Regions from separate parts of the Mus musculus genome. Here region 1 is linked to region 2. The links are chromatin contacts, called in public HiChIP or PLAC-seq maps. All regions are on one chromosome and are shown on one strand. Each heading gives the region's core, a stretch centred on a gene start, on an enhancer-like site or on the middle of the called end of the contact. The rest is flanking DNA. Distances are from core to core; before and after follow the strand shown. Region 1 overlaps Slc6a17 (solute carrier family 6 (neurotransmitter transporter), member 17). Region 2 has its middle 18 kb from the start of Cym.

Evidence for each region. HiChIP or PLAC-seq counts read pairs in DNA pulled down with a chosen protein or histone mark.
Region 1: an H3K4me3 HiChIP or PLAC-seq map of embryonic basal ganglia shows a contact between it and region 2, with 2.5 times the contacts expected there. The contact joins two enhancer-like sites. A contact is called at or near these places in 3 of 15 datasets of contacts at CTCF or cohesin (CD8 T cells, the NIH/3T3 cell line and embryonic stem cells), 5 of 484 Hi-C or Micro-C datasets (the C10 cell line, CD8 T cells, the CH12 cell line and 2 more), 2 of 115 datasets of contacts at active chromatin or transcription factors (embryonic basal ganglia and thymic regulatory T cells) and 2 of 9 other capture datasets (adipose tissue and embryonic stem cells).

Annotation. Positions count from the first base shown.
Region 1 is chr3:107,481,476-107,488,300 of GRCm38.p6, forward strand. The region is part of intron 6 of Slc6a17 (solute carrier family 6 (neurotransmitter transporter), member 17); the gene reads right to left. Among named protein-coding and RNA genes, the nearest start is that of Kcnc4, 26 kb to the left of the region's middle. Within about 2 kb of position 1,971, at least 36 of the 459 cell types and tissues checked have an H3K27ac peak or open chromatin away from gene starts, as enhancers often do. A contact at or near this core is called in embryonic basal ganglia, where this site is marked.
Region 2 is chr3:107,200,258-107,207,237 of GRCm38.p6, forward strand. No RefSeq gene overlaps it. Among named protein-coding and RNA genes, the nearest start is that of Cym, 18 kb to the right of the region's middle. Within about 2 kb of position 1,469, at least 7 of the 459 cell types and tissues checked have an H3K27ac peak or open chromatin away from gene starts, as enhancers often do. A contact at or near this core is called in embryonic basal ganglia, where this site is marked.

The sequences.
Region 1 (6,825 bases), core at 721-3,220, 280 kb after region 2:
TACTTGTTAGAAATGGAAGAGGAAGAAAGACAGGAAAGGTGCAAGCAGGTTTTGTCTGTCGTGTGAGGGGTCCTTGACTTGATAGCCCTGCTTTCCCTGAAAAGCAAGAAGCAAGCGAGGGTGCTGAAGGGTAGATGCTACACCAGTGGTCACGGAGGAGCCTGGGAGACAAAGGGTCCCGGAAACAGGGAAAAGAGATCCTGTGCTGCTGTGTGCCACCCTGTGTGCAAAGGTAAGGTATGCTGTTTGCTGTTGTTTGTCTCCCAAGAAAGGGTCTCACTGTGTGTGTGTGTGTGTGTGTGTGTGTGTGTGTGTGTGTGTGTGTGTGTGTATGTGTGTGTGTGTGTGTGTGTGTGTGCATGTGTATGCTCACACATGTGTATATGCCTGTGTTTATACAAATATACAGAATGAGAGGAGAAACTCAGGGCCTCCATCCCTAACACTGAGGTCTGGCTTTTGATGTAGAATGAAATTTGTTTGTTTGTTTGTTTGTTTGATTAGAAACCCAGGCCCAGGGTTTTTTTGTTTTTTTTTTTAACTTTGGTGTCAAACTGGGTTTAGACTTAGGGGTTTTTACTTCTAATTTTATTTTAAGATAATAATACAGTGTTATGAGACACAGTAGTGTTAACATCCCCAGCAAGGTCCAGGGCTTCACCCTGTAACAAACACTTTAGGGTCTCAGCAACACAATAGGAATCTCCACACCAATTGAATCAATAAAGACTGTAAATAGCCTCACATCTGTGCTGGTATTTTCCCTCCAAATGAGTTTCTATAGAACTCAAAGTGGAAAGAAGCAGCTTAAAAAAAGACATTAGTAAATAGGGGCCTGTAGTAGGACTACTAAAAAAGGAGAGGTTAGAGAAAAGGAGAAGAAAATAGCCAGTCACTTCTAAACCCCTCTCTCTCCCCTCACCCCTTTGGGTGACAAATTTTCAGTGATTCTCCAAAAGGCTCCAGAAATGAGTTGAGTTACATATACTTTGAAGGCATGCTGGACTTCACTGGCGTTTTCTGGTGTCATGATTTCATGTTTGAGACTCAAGCATGAGACTTTCTTAGGATTCTCATTATTCCCAGAAGCTGAAGCAGGAATGTGGCTTTATGTCTAGCCCAATCACTGTTTTGAGTCAAATTTCTTAAATAAAAGCAGCTATTCCAGGGAAGACAACCCAGTTCCAAACTGATGAGTAAGACTGATCTAAAAGCTTGAGGGACACTGCAAGGGACAGGGAAGGACTGAAGGGCATGTAATGATTTTTGTTAGAAACAATTGTTTCTTTGTTAAGATCAAAGCTGTCATTATTCTTTTTAAACATGACCTATAGAGAAGGGTAGCATAGCAAATCCCTACTCTAGTCATTAGAATCCCAGTCTCAGAAACTATCCATATGAGACCAATCTCATTCTTGTAAATCCAACGCCCCCCCCCCCACCATCCTCACCCAATTCCCTCCAGCCCTAGATAATTTTGAAGGAGGCTGATAGCTCCGAATTGAGTTTGAGGCCCCATAAAATCATGTAATGCTTTAGCTTGCTCTTGGAGAGGAGATGGCCCTGTGTGACACCCTTGCTTCTAGTCCATAGCTTAAATGGGACACTTTGCTGTTGGAGATGAACAGGTACCCAAAGCTAATCTAGAGGTGATTTTAAAGGAGACTCTTGTCATGGGATGACACTATGTGACTTCAGGAAGTGTCACTATCTAGACAGGTCATACCAATTATCTAAACACTGGGATAAGAAGAGAGGTGGGAAGGGATTTTCTACTCTGGAGGGAAGCCCATTCCCTCCCAGGTGCCCAGTGTGATATAGCATTGGCTTTCTGCTGTTTCTTTGGCACAGCTGTTAAGTCACTTCCTGCCAAGGGAACAAGATGTTTTGCAGCATAGAAGATGCTTTCTGAATGCATAAGCAGCCGCCGAGCACCGCCCGAGTGGTGAGTGACAGCAGCTCACACGTGACAGCAGCACACACTCTTGCTTCTCAGTACCTGCCATTTCTCTAGCGCCTGCCACGGCAGAGCCAGACTGAGCCACAAGACACCAGATGGCACTGGAGTGCAGAGTTCCCACCGCCTAAGAATAGTGTCACCTTCACAAGGGACAGAGACAATAATAGCTTGTGCTTGCTATGTGTTCTCCACTTGTCGGGAGCAGTCCTATGAGCTCTGCCGACAGCCCTGGGCAGGGAAATCGCTGTGCACCCCATCTTGAAGCTATGAAAATAAATCTCAAGAAATGAGGGGCCTTCCCAGTGGAAGCTGGGTGATGAGCTGGCCGCAGGTCACAAGGCTGGCCATCTTCTTGATGGGAGAGGTCTTTGCTCAAATAGGCGTCAAGAAGTCCCACAACCAGACTCTTTTCTTGAGTTCTTGGGACTTTCACGAATGCCTCTGCTTTTCTCCAGAAGTTAATATACACTCTTGATCCTTTAGGCTCCTTTTCTTTACCCCTCAATCCCAGAAGTCCAGTTTCCTTCCTCAGACATATGTAACCATGATATTGGCTTCTGGAGAATTCTCCCAGCAACAATTATACAGATTACAGCACACTGAAATACATATCTCAAGTTACAACACATACAGACACATGTGTGCGTATATTTCTCCCACACCTCATGGAGCTCTTCCTACTCTGGGAGCACACCACCCTGCTCTTAGTTGCCATACTTCCTCAGTGTGCTTCCTGGGATCCCACAGAGTCCCAGAGTGCCTAGCAAACTGCGCTGCTCTGTCTCCTCACAGCCTCACCCCACACTTAATTCATCTCTTTGGAAGCAGTAATAATAAAAACACTTACCCTGAGGGGCCTTAAGTAAGTTGATTCGTGTAAGGAGTGTAACACAACTGCTTAAGTGCCTCACCAGCGTCAGAGGCTATGTGCTTTCACAATAGTAGTGTGCAACAGGCTGTACTGTCAGATTGCTGAGAGCTAGGGGTGGTCCACTAGCTACCAAGGTCCTGTCCACTTCTGAGTCCTATTTACCAGATGGCTTTTAGGGCCATGCCTGTCCATTGTTCCCAAATGGACAATGACTTCACACTCACACTTCCTTAGCTCTCCAGTGTTCCTTCCTTTTTTCATTCCCCAGATAACCACTTGGTTTCCTACCTTGCTGAGAAAGATAACTCTACCAGAAGAAGACTCCACCATTAGAACCTCTCCCTCCCGACAGCTTCTCCGTGACAGCATGCTGCCAGGGGCTGCTCTCTCTTGTTGATGTGGAAACTTTGAATCAAGCTAACACCAGCTCTTCCCCCGCCAAGGACACTGGGCCTCTCCCTGATGCCATCTGGATCGTTTTAAAGTGCACAGTTCAACGATTTTTAGCACACCAGTCATGCAGTCTGTACCACTATTAATGTAGAGCCTCTCCCTTCCCCTCAACAAAAGCACGTTTCTATTAACAGTTGTTCCTCATCTCTCCCCTCAAGTCCAGCCCTACATGACTGCTAGATACTGTCTCTATGAGTTTCCTTGCTCTGGCTTCTCATATGCTTGGAATTGCATAGTATGTAGTAGTCTCTTATGTCTTGCTTCTTCCACTTTGCTTAATGTTTTCCAGGGTCTTCCATATTGTAGCATTTATCATGAATTACTTTATTCTTGTGTGTGTGTGTTATATACATGATCATAGGGAATGATGATATATTTCTGTATGTACATGGGTGGAAGTCACAGGTTAGCCTTGAATCTCTTCCTTGCTCTCCACCATTTATTTGTTTGTTTTTGATACAGGGTATCTAACTGGTTAACTAAGTCATTGAACACTGGTAGCCTAGACTAGAACCTAAACTGACTGAGCACCAGGTCCCAAGGATCTTCTCATGTTTCCGTCCACAGAGTTGGCGTTGCAAGTACATGCCACCATGCCTGGCTCTTCTATGTAGGTTTTAGGGGTCACATTTGGGTCCTCAGGCTTGCATAGCATGCCTATTATTGACTGTGCCATTATCACAGCTCGGGTACCTCATCCCCTCCTAGAGATGGATAGCATTCCATTTTATACACAAGCCCCGCTTTCTATGTCCACTCCTCAGCTGATTGGCATCTTGGTTGTTTCTACTTCAGGTCTACTATAAACCACTCTGCTATGAAGCTTTATGTTCAAACTTCCTGTGAAATCACATTTTGAGTTTTCTTAAGATCTCAGGTAGAATTGCTGCTTCATATATGGAGACACCAGGCTGTTTTTTAAAGCTCTTTTCAATTCTAGCCTGCCAGTGTTTGATGGATTGTTCTAATCATTATATAAATTCTGCAGTAATATCCTTGACCTGGGCCCTCTCCACTTACTACTGCATTTCTCTCTCTCTCTCTCTCTCTCTCTCTCTCTCTCTCTCTCTCTCTCTCTCTCTCTCTCTCTCTCTGTGTGTGTGTGTGTGTGTGTGTGTGTGTGTGTGTCTCTGTGTGTCTTGTTTGTTTGCTTCCTTTTATAGTGAAACTACCAAATATAAATGCTGTCACCTACTTGTCTCTGACTCCTTACCTCACTTTCTTTCGTTCTATTACTATTAGAGTTGGTCCCCCAAATTCTACCAAAGCATCTCCCATGAAGGCCACCGATGCCGCTTCTGTTGCCAGCTGATTGGTCTTTATCATGTGAACATTCCATCTTTATTCAGACATTCTCTCCACTCTGCCTAGGGGCAGGAGGATGTGTGCTTCTTCCTCCTTCTCTGCCTCCCTCACCTGTTCTTTTTCCTTCAAGCTATAAACATGGAGGCTCCAGAGCTGGGTCCCTTCTGACAGCCCTCACCCTCCAGGTGACACAAGCCAAGCCACAGCTTTCAATTCCATTACCCAGGAACCCCAAATTTGTTCCTTCACCTCTTTCTTCCAGATTCATAGAGCAAACTGCCACTCAGCATCTCCACCTGCTTATCTGACATTTTAAAACTGCCACATCCAAAACAATTCTCTGAGTGTTCCCCTTAGATTCCGCTTCTCCCACCATCCTTCCCATCTCTGTAAATGTCATCGTCATCCTTCTGGTTGCTCAGGCAAAAGACCTTGGAGTTCCTCTTGGCTCCTCCCACATGTCCTATCCAAACAACAGCAAACCCTCCTGAGTCTGCTCTCTAAGTGTTTCTTCAACTCAACCAATTCACTCCTCCATCATCTCTTGGCTGGCAGTTGCCTCTCACCCAGTGACCCTCACAAGCAAGCCTCCCTGTTCTACTCTTGAACTCTCTATGGCAGCCTTCAAAGAGGCTCCAGGTGACCATATTATCCCATCCTTCTGCCCAGAACCTCCACTGGCCATAGTTCCTACAGAGACAAAAATGCCTCATGCCCCCCTAGACCCTCTCTCCCTTCCATTCTAGCACACCTAGGTTTTGGAAGATGGCCCAGCCTGAAGTTCCTTTCATTCATTGTCTCTCTGTCTAGAACAGAAGGTGTGATCTCCACATCTGCATGTAGCTAAGGAGAAAGGGACTCCTTAGAGTGACTATTCAAATGTTCTTTCTCCATGAGGCCTTCCTTGACTACTATGTATAAAATTACAACTCTTCTCTTAGATACCCCAGTTCCTTTGTTCTCTGCTCTATCCCCCCCCCCCAACCCTCACCCCTCAGCCACAGCAGTCAGTCTCAGTGCTGGATCTTAGCTTATATCACCCATTATGAAGGCTGAGAAATCTGTCTGCTGTACTCATGACTGAATCTCAGTCTTAGAACAGCGTTTGGCATCCAGTGAGCCATTGTCGGATGAATGCAAAGACAAATGATAGGCATTTGGAGCATGTCAATCTCTTGCTACTAAAATAAATGCCATAGCAACCAATACTGAGCACTGACCAGTTTGTTTATATATGATTACATTTGTAGAAAAAAAATACCTACAAGTGAAATTACGGGGCCAAAAATATGAATATTTATAATTCTGACTCTGAGAGTTTATGTGTTCAGAGAACTCCCTAATTCACCATTATATGTTGGGCAAATTACATAAGAATTACAGGGCTCTCTATGGTGACATAAGTTTGCAATCAGATGAAAAAATGATAAGGGAAAGCTGTCTGGGAATTTCAAGCAATTCAGTAGCCATTAACACCAATTACTATTCCATCAGAGGCACTAGTGAATCATCCCAGCATCCTGGTCGCACAGCAGGCGTCAGATCCACTGGCTTTCTGCTTGTGGGCCTGGACAAAAAGGATAGGTCCTGTATCCTGGATGATTTCTGATGTTGGAAGAAGTCAGGGAAGGAGGGAGGACCTCTCACATCATCCAGCACTGTCTGAAAGGAGTCTGAGATGCCATGGCCAGAATTACCTTGGACTCTGCTCAGGATGACAAATGGCATGATCTCTTGGGATGTTACTGACATTGAAGCCTATATTAACATAACAGTGCCCATATCCTGGGCACCTCTGGACATTTACCTGGTACTCTATGGTATCAAGAACTTTAAATGGACACAGAGATTCTCATATCATGGCCCCAGAGGCCCATGTTTTACCTTATGTGTCGAAAACAGTTACCTCTCCACAGTGGTTCTCATCCTGCACTGACTGCTAAATGGCTGGTGCTGACTGTGGCGTCATCTTCTCCGCACAGTAATGGAGGTATCCATAAATAGAAACCTCACTCCAGGCAAACAGTAGCACAGGCTGCCTCGGTGCCCTTGATAGAGCAGAGCTCAAGTCTTCTTAGTCACCCCTCCCTGACCAATGCAACCCTCCAACTCGCAGGCAGGAGCTGTACCATAGAATTGCTCAGTGGACACAATGCCAAGCTAGGTCAAGAAAGACTTGTCCTGGAGACCAACAAATCAGATGAGCCATGAGCTTCAACCACGCCAGTTCTTGGGG
Region 2 (6,980 bases), core at 219-2,718:
CAAATGCAGGAGATGATCAATGCAGGTGGTGTATTTATGTGGCTCATTTTTACTATTTTTATTGTTATGTATGTCCAAAATGTTTGTAATAGAAAATATTCAAATCTCTAGTTTCCACTGAGAAATGAGATGATGGTTATGTGCTGGCTGGTTTTTGTCATCTTGACACAAGCTTAGGTGTAGCTGGGGAGAAGAGCTCTTAGTCCAGAAAATGCCTCCATCGAATTGGCCTGTAGGCAAATCTGCAGGGCATGTTCCTGACTGATGATTAATATGAGAGGACCCAGCCCTCCTGGACAGTTTAAGAAAGCAGGCTGAGTAAGCTACAGGGAGCAAGTCAGTAGGCAGCGTTCCTCCATGACTTCTGCTTCAGTTCCTGCCTCCAAGTCCCTGCCTTGAGTTCCTGCCTTGGCTTCTCTTGATGGTGGATTATAATCTGTAACAAGCCAAATAAACCCTTCCTCCCTAAGTTGCTTTTGGTCTTGGTGGCTATCACAGTAACAGAAACCTAAGACAGGCCCACCCAGAGAAGCACAGAGAGAGGAGGCTGCCCTCTCCCTGCTCCCTCTGGGGTCCCTAACCTGACTGCAGAGGGTTGGTGTCTGGGTTGGAGACACTATAACAGTAAGTAAGTAAAACTCTCCCCGAGAGTTGCCAGCTGCCTGCTGATGCTGAAGTAGTTTTGTTCAACTGAGGCAGGAGATGTGTCCACAAAGAAGCTCAAGTTGTGTTATGTGCCCTTTGTGTATAGAGCGACTTACTGTCATGGAGTCTACAGCTCTGTAAATAGTGGGAAGGAACTTTCTATAAGAGAAGGATCCCACAGGACTCAGTCAAGACTCAGAAGAGCAAGAAGAGGGAAACCCAAAAGGCAGCTGAAGGCCTCTCTGAGGACCCAGCCACATCCTTCGAGGGCTTTTCTTCAAGGACTTCCCTTCAAGAGGCTCAGGACTAACAATCTGGTGGTCTCTCTCCTTCAACCATGGCTATCTGCATTGCTCACCGGCTGGAGCAGCCTCTGCCCATCTCAGTGGGCTCAGAAGAACAAAGCAGCCCTCCCACGGGAACAGGGAGTCCACCTAGGCCAGATGCCAGGGTCTCACCCTCTCCCTCCCTATGAAGGAAACTCACAAGGTGCCCTTCCCTGCTCAGCAGTTGATTGGAGCCTACTGAAAGATGAAACATGCCCCATCCACCAGGCTGAGTGGAGTGCTCAAAGGCTCTTTGAAGGGAAAGAAAGAAAGACAGCCCAGTCTCCCTGGGGACTGCTGTCAGGAGAACATTTGCCCTCAAACAGGGAGATGAAAAGGAGCTGGGGGTTGGCAAAGAGGGAGAGGAAGATCAGACAAACTTTTGTTATGGAATCTCAGGGGAGGCGGAGGTAAAGGGCTTCCTTGGAAATGTCACGAGATAATGAATGCTATTTTACTCCCATTGCTGAAGTGTCAGTCAGAGGCTTGGGGAGAGAAGGCGTGACTCTCTCCTTAGGAAGGAATTCTGGGTGATCTTGTATGTCTCAGAACCAGAGGGGTGATGGCTGAGCCCTCTGCAGTCTGCAGGGCTCCCGCATGCGCAAAATATAAATATAACAATACAGAAGTAACAAAAACACCACACTAGTAAGATTATCGTGAGATTTAAACAGGGTGCTCTGTGAAACTCAGCAAGCTATACAGGTTCCCATGCAAACCAGGAGTGTGCAAACAGTGACTTGACACTTAAATGACAGATAAATAGTCTGCGGATGGTGGGTAGAGCCTAGGATAAAAGCCCACCTGTCACTTATAAACTCTGCAGGGGTCACAGCTGCATTCTTTGAGTGTAATGACCCCAGGACTGTGTCGGGTACATAATAAGTGATCAAAAAAGGAAGGACTGAGACATAAAAGGACCAAGTCAGAGCCCACCAAGAATCCCCATGCTTCCCAAATTGACACCGAATTGACATTAATTATGGTCCACCTGAAAAAATGTTTCTTGGGTGGTAGTGGTGGTGGTGGTAGTGATGATATGTGTTCATGTGTCTGTCTGTGCAAATGTATGTGCAAATGACATGTATGTGAGTGTGTGTGTGTGTGTGTGTGTGTGTGTGTGTGTGTGTGTGTGTGTGTGTGTGTGTGTAGGTCATAAAACAACCTCAAATGTCATTTCTCAGGTGCTAACGTTTTTATTTTCAGACAGCCTCTCTGTGACCTGAAACTCCTTGCCAAGTAGGCTAACCTGGCCAGCCAATGAGGCCCTAGGACCTACCTGCTTCTCCCTGTCCAGTCTGAACTAGCATGCCTGACTTTTTGTTTTTATTCCTATTTTTTATCCTCAATTTGATTTCTGTGGAATCAATCTTCATGCTTATGAAAATCCATTACTAACTGAGGTAACTTTGCAGCCATGTTGTTGTTGTTGTTGTTGTTGTTGTTGTTGCTTTCCTTAAGACCCAGTCTCTGGGTCTTATACAGATAGCCCAGACTATATAACCAAGGAGGACCTTGAACTTCTGATCTCCCTGCCCCCATCTCCATAATGCTGAGATCACAGGCATCCACCATAACTGCCAGTGTTATGCAGGGCTGGAGATCCAACCCAGAACCTCCTACATTTTAGGCAAGCATTCAACACACTAAACTACATCTCTAGGCAAACCCAGAAAGCTTGATTTAAGTAGCTTATTGGCCCTGAATTTTGTGTGCAGACCCTGAATTCTCCATTTTTTTTCTCAAAATCTAAGCCAAAAATAACTGATTTGACACAGGGTGCCAACGATCAGCTTGGTTAGGGTATAGACACGAAACTGCTGTTTTCCTCAAGTAACCCTCGGGTTCCTGCTATGACCAGATGCTCAGTCTGTCTCCGGGGTTACAGAGACAGCCAAGGAGGAGCAGCTCTGCCCCTATGAGGTACAGAAGATCCAGGAACTCTCACCCTCCCTGTAAGTAAGAGGCCTTTCCTTATAGTTTACCTTTCTAATTTCCTGATCTCTCCCTGTGAGGTCACAGGAAGCCAGCCTCCCCCACCCCACCCGCACTCCCTACCCATCAAGTGGCAACACTGACCTTTTGTGAATCAACCCTAGATGTGGGGAGTGTAACTGAACAAGTTCACGTTCTTCTCACTGAATGACACACGGCCACAACCAACTCGAAAAGACTCTGAGCCTGGGAGGGAGCTCAATGTTGAGCATAAATGCGGTCAGGGAAGTTCCAGATGCAGCAAGAAAGGCAGAAGGATGGTCCTGGATGTCCCGAGAACAGAAGCCAACAGACTTGACCTTGCATTGTTTCCAGAGAGAGACAGAGACAGACAGAGAGAGAGAAGAGGAGAGAGACAAGGACGAGGGGCAATAGGGAAACAAACTAGGAAGAAGTTTCTTCTTAGGCCACTCAAAAGCACGTGAAAAGAGAACAGAGGATCCATTTCTTCTAGGTTTAAAGAACTAGAAAGAGCAAAGTGAGCAACCTTTTTCTCAGAGTTGGGTGGAGATGTGGAGCTAAAGAAGGAGCGAAGGAAAGTAAAATGGCTTCTTAAAGAGGAATCTCCCTGGGCCTCGGCTTCCCCGTTTGCTAACAGTTACAATAAACACAAGCTCCTGAGACTACAGTGAGAATCAAACAGTATACTGCATGATAGTCTTTAGCAAACTGGAACAGACACTTCCAAAGCAGAATGGAGGTCAATGAAGATGTGACTGTCCCGTGGCAGATTTAAGGAGATCAGACTGTGAGGTGGAGGGTGCCTAGGACAAAACCTACTGCAGTTTGAGTTCAGGGTCACTTGCCTGCGTCCTTTAAATATCATCACCTCAATAATTATAGTATAGTATAGTGCATTCTATATTAGCCAAGTGTGTAGTAGATAGTCAACATATCTTTATAAAATGCAAGAACTGAGGAAGAAGGAAAGAATTGGTGCAAAACTAAGAATGTGTTTCTTTAAAAGTCACAGCTTCATCCTACAATGTCCACCAACTTAAAGCAACTTGATATCTCCCAAACATTACCTGGATCCCCTGGTGGCTGTCCTGTGCTTCTGACACCTCAACATTTGCTGGGTTTGGAGGACTTCCAAGCTCACAGACTAGCAGGGCCAGTTCCTCTTTAGCTGTTACTAGAGGTCAGAGTCAGACCTCTGCCACAGAGACTTCACCACACCACTGCTCACAACACAGTTCTTGCATTCCCAGAGTGAGCAAGAAATGACCGAAGAGAATCTCAGGCTCTTTGCAGCCCAACTTCAGAATCGGTGCCTTGTTGAGCCACCTCTTCTATTTGCTGCCAGCTCTTGTAGGATGTCACTCCAAGCAAACATCTCTTCTAGGATGCAGGACTTGACAGAAAAAATTGTCCAGGAGACATATGTGCAAACACCCACTAGACTCCACAGGGATTGACTTGCAAGCTACAGAAGCTCTTCTTGTCCCTCTTGAATCCAAATAAATCCTACAAGGCTGGTTCAGATCTACAGCCAGGCTGGCATCCAGTGATGGGCATGTCCATGTGGAGTCTTATGTCCAGTTCCTCTGACTCTGGCGAAAGACAATTTCTTTAGAGTCCAGATTTCTAATCTCATTTGTCTCTGTTGGCTGTGCGGAGGACTTCTGGGCATCCTGTGGACTCAGGAAAACACTTTTCTCTATTATTTACTTATTGTCCTCACACGTGGAGAACATGCGCTGAGATCTGTGTCCCTGAGATCTGGGATGGAGACTGTGGCTGTGGTTGGAGGTCACAGGGGAAGACATTACTTTCATATTGTCCTAGCACCAGTTCAAAGCTGCAGGAGGTATGACTGACCCTACAGAACACTGCCAGAGAAGCACACAGGCTTATCTGCAGACTCCTGTTCCCTCTCATGCGCCTTAGGAAGAAAGCTCTAATGGCACAGTTACTCTAGTCCAGATGCTAAGCAGAGTCCTAGGAAAGAAGAAGGTTCTCAAGTGTCATGGCCTGAACTTGGAACCCAGGGGTAAAGCTTCAACCATGGCTATTGGAGACTGCATCTCCCATACCAGAGGAGACTTCCAAGGCCACCACAGTCCTCAAAAGAGAAGTGAAACTCTACCAAAGAGAAGAGGGAAATGAGTTTTCCCATTGTGGTGGTTAGAATGTTTGGATCCCATAGACTCATGTGTTTGAATGCCTAGTCCATGAGGTGTGGCACTATGAGGAGGTGTGGCCTTGTTGGAGTAGGCATGGACTTGTTGGCAGAATTGTGTCACTGTGGGGGCAGGCTTTGAGGTCTTTGGTGATCAATCTCTGACCAGTGTTGGGCCAGTCTCCTCCTGGCTGCCTTCAGATCAAGATGTAGAACTCCCAGATTCTTCTCCAGCACCATATCTGCCTAGACGCTGCCATGCTTCCCGCCATAATAGACTAAACCTCTGAAATGTAAGTCAGCCCCAATTAAATGTTTTGTTTTATAAGAGTTGCCAGGGTCATGGTATCTCTTCACGACCATGAAAATCCTAAGACACCCATCTCATTCAAGCCCAGCCTTGGCACCAGCCCCAAATCCCCATAGGATCTCGTGGGTCAGATGCTAGCACTGTAAATGCTGAGGAGGGGTGGGGCAGGATTCCCTGCTGACCTGGAAGACCAGTGCTGCCCTGAATCCCTTAAGACACACACAGTAGACACATTCTCCCCGGACAGCTCAGCTCAGCACACAAACCCAGTATCACAACATTCCAGAAAGATTGGAGAGACAGGACTCTGGAGACCAAAAACAGAAAGAAAAGCTAATCAGAGATATCTGGAGTTATGGGGTCGAAGACTGGGACTCCTTTTTTATCTGTGTCCTGAAGAAGCTGCCACTATGCTTTGCATGAGGGAGACAGTCAACTCTATTGTCTACTTGACCACTGCCCCCAAAGTCACCTGAAGTGGCCAAGAATGTCCCAAGGTATAAACAAGATGCTCTAAGTTGGTCTGGTCACTAGAGGGCGCTCCAGGACTAGAGCTGCCTCCTGGGCTGGAAAATTGAAGATCCTGTGTTTGTTTATTCACTCAACATTAAGCACATTAATACAGAACAATTCTATGCCAACGCTAAACGCTATAAAGAGTTGGAAATGACTCATCTTTCATTAGAAAGCCAGAAAATATGAAAAATAAATAGTGTATTCATGTTTACCCATGAATGAAAAATAAAATAAAAAAGGCATGGCTGCTCCTAGGTATGGTGAAGGGAAAACCTCACTGTAGATAAAGGGCGAGAGTAGCCAGAAGCAGGGACATTTAAGAGAGTCCTGAGTGGACATGATCCTGAGCTATGTGAGAAGGGAGAACCAGACCAAGAGGCCAGGGGATGAAAGGGAAGGGCCAGGTAGCCAAACTGGTTAGATCATATAGGGAAGGGCAGCTCGGGAAGCCCTGGGCTGAAAGAGTTTAGGGTAGGGGACAGGGGATACTAGTCATACCCTGTAGCAAGTAGGGACTGAGGGATGCTGGGAGAACCCGTGTCTGCTTTGATATGTTAATGAGCACTTCAGTTAGCATTTGACTCTGGTTTGACACTGAACAACCCACAGGTTCTCTCCCTCCTAGTGCACTGCTAACATTCTTTCATATCTTTGCCCATATCTTTTTCATATCTTTGCGTTCTCATTGACCCTGCCTTTCTGGCCTCACTTTCAAGCTCAATATTCTTAGTCTTGTTCAAACTCTCCACTCAAACCCACTGATAACTGTTGGCCTTTAGTCTAGGCTCTGCCCCACAGTTGCCTGGCAACTATAGTGTGTCTGACTCACTATAAAAGGGGCTGCTAGCCTCCTCCTCCTCCTCCTCTCTCACTCCTCCTGCTCTCTTACTCTTTCTCTGTTCCCTTACTCCTGTTCCCTCTCTCTCTCCATCCCCCCATGTGCTCATGGCCAACGCACCTCTCCCCCCCCTCTCTCTCCCTCCCTTTCTCTCTCTGCCTTTCTCTGTCTCTACTCCCTCAATTCCCCTCCCCATGTCATGCCCTAAATCAACTCTATTCTATACTA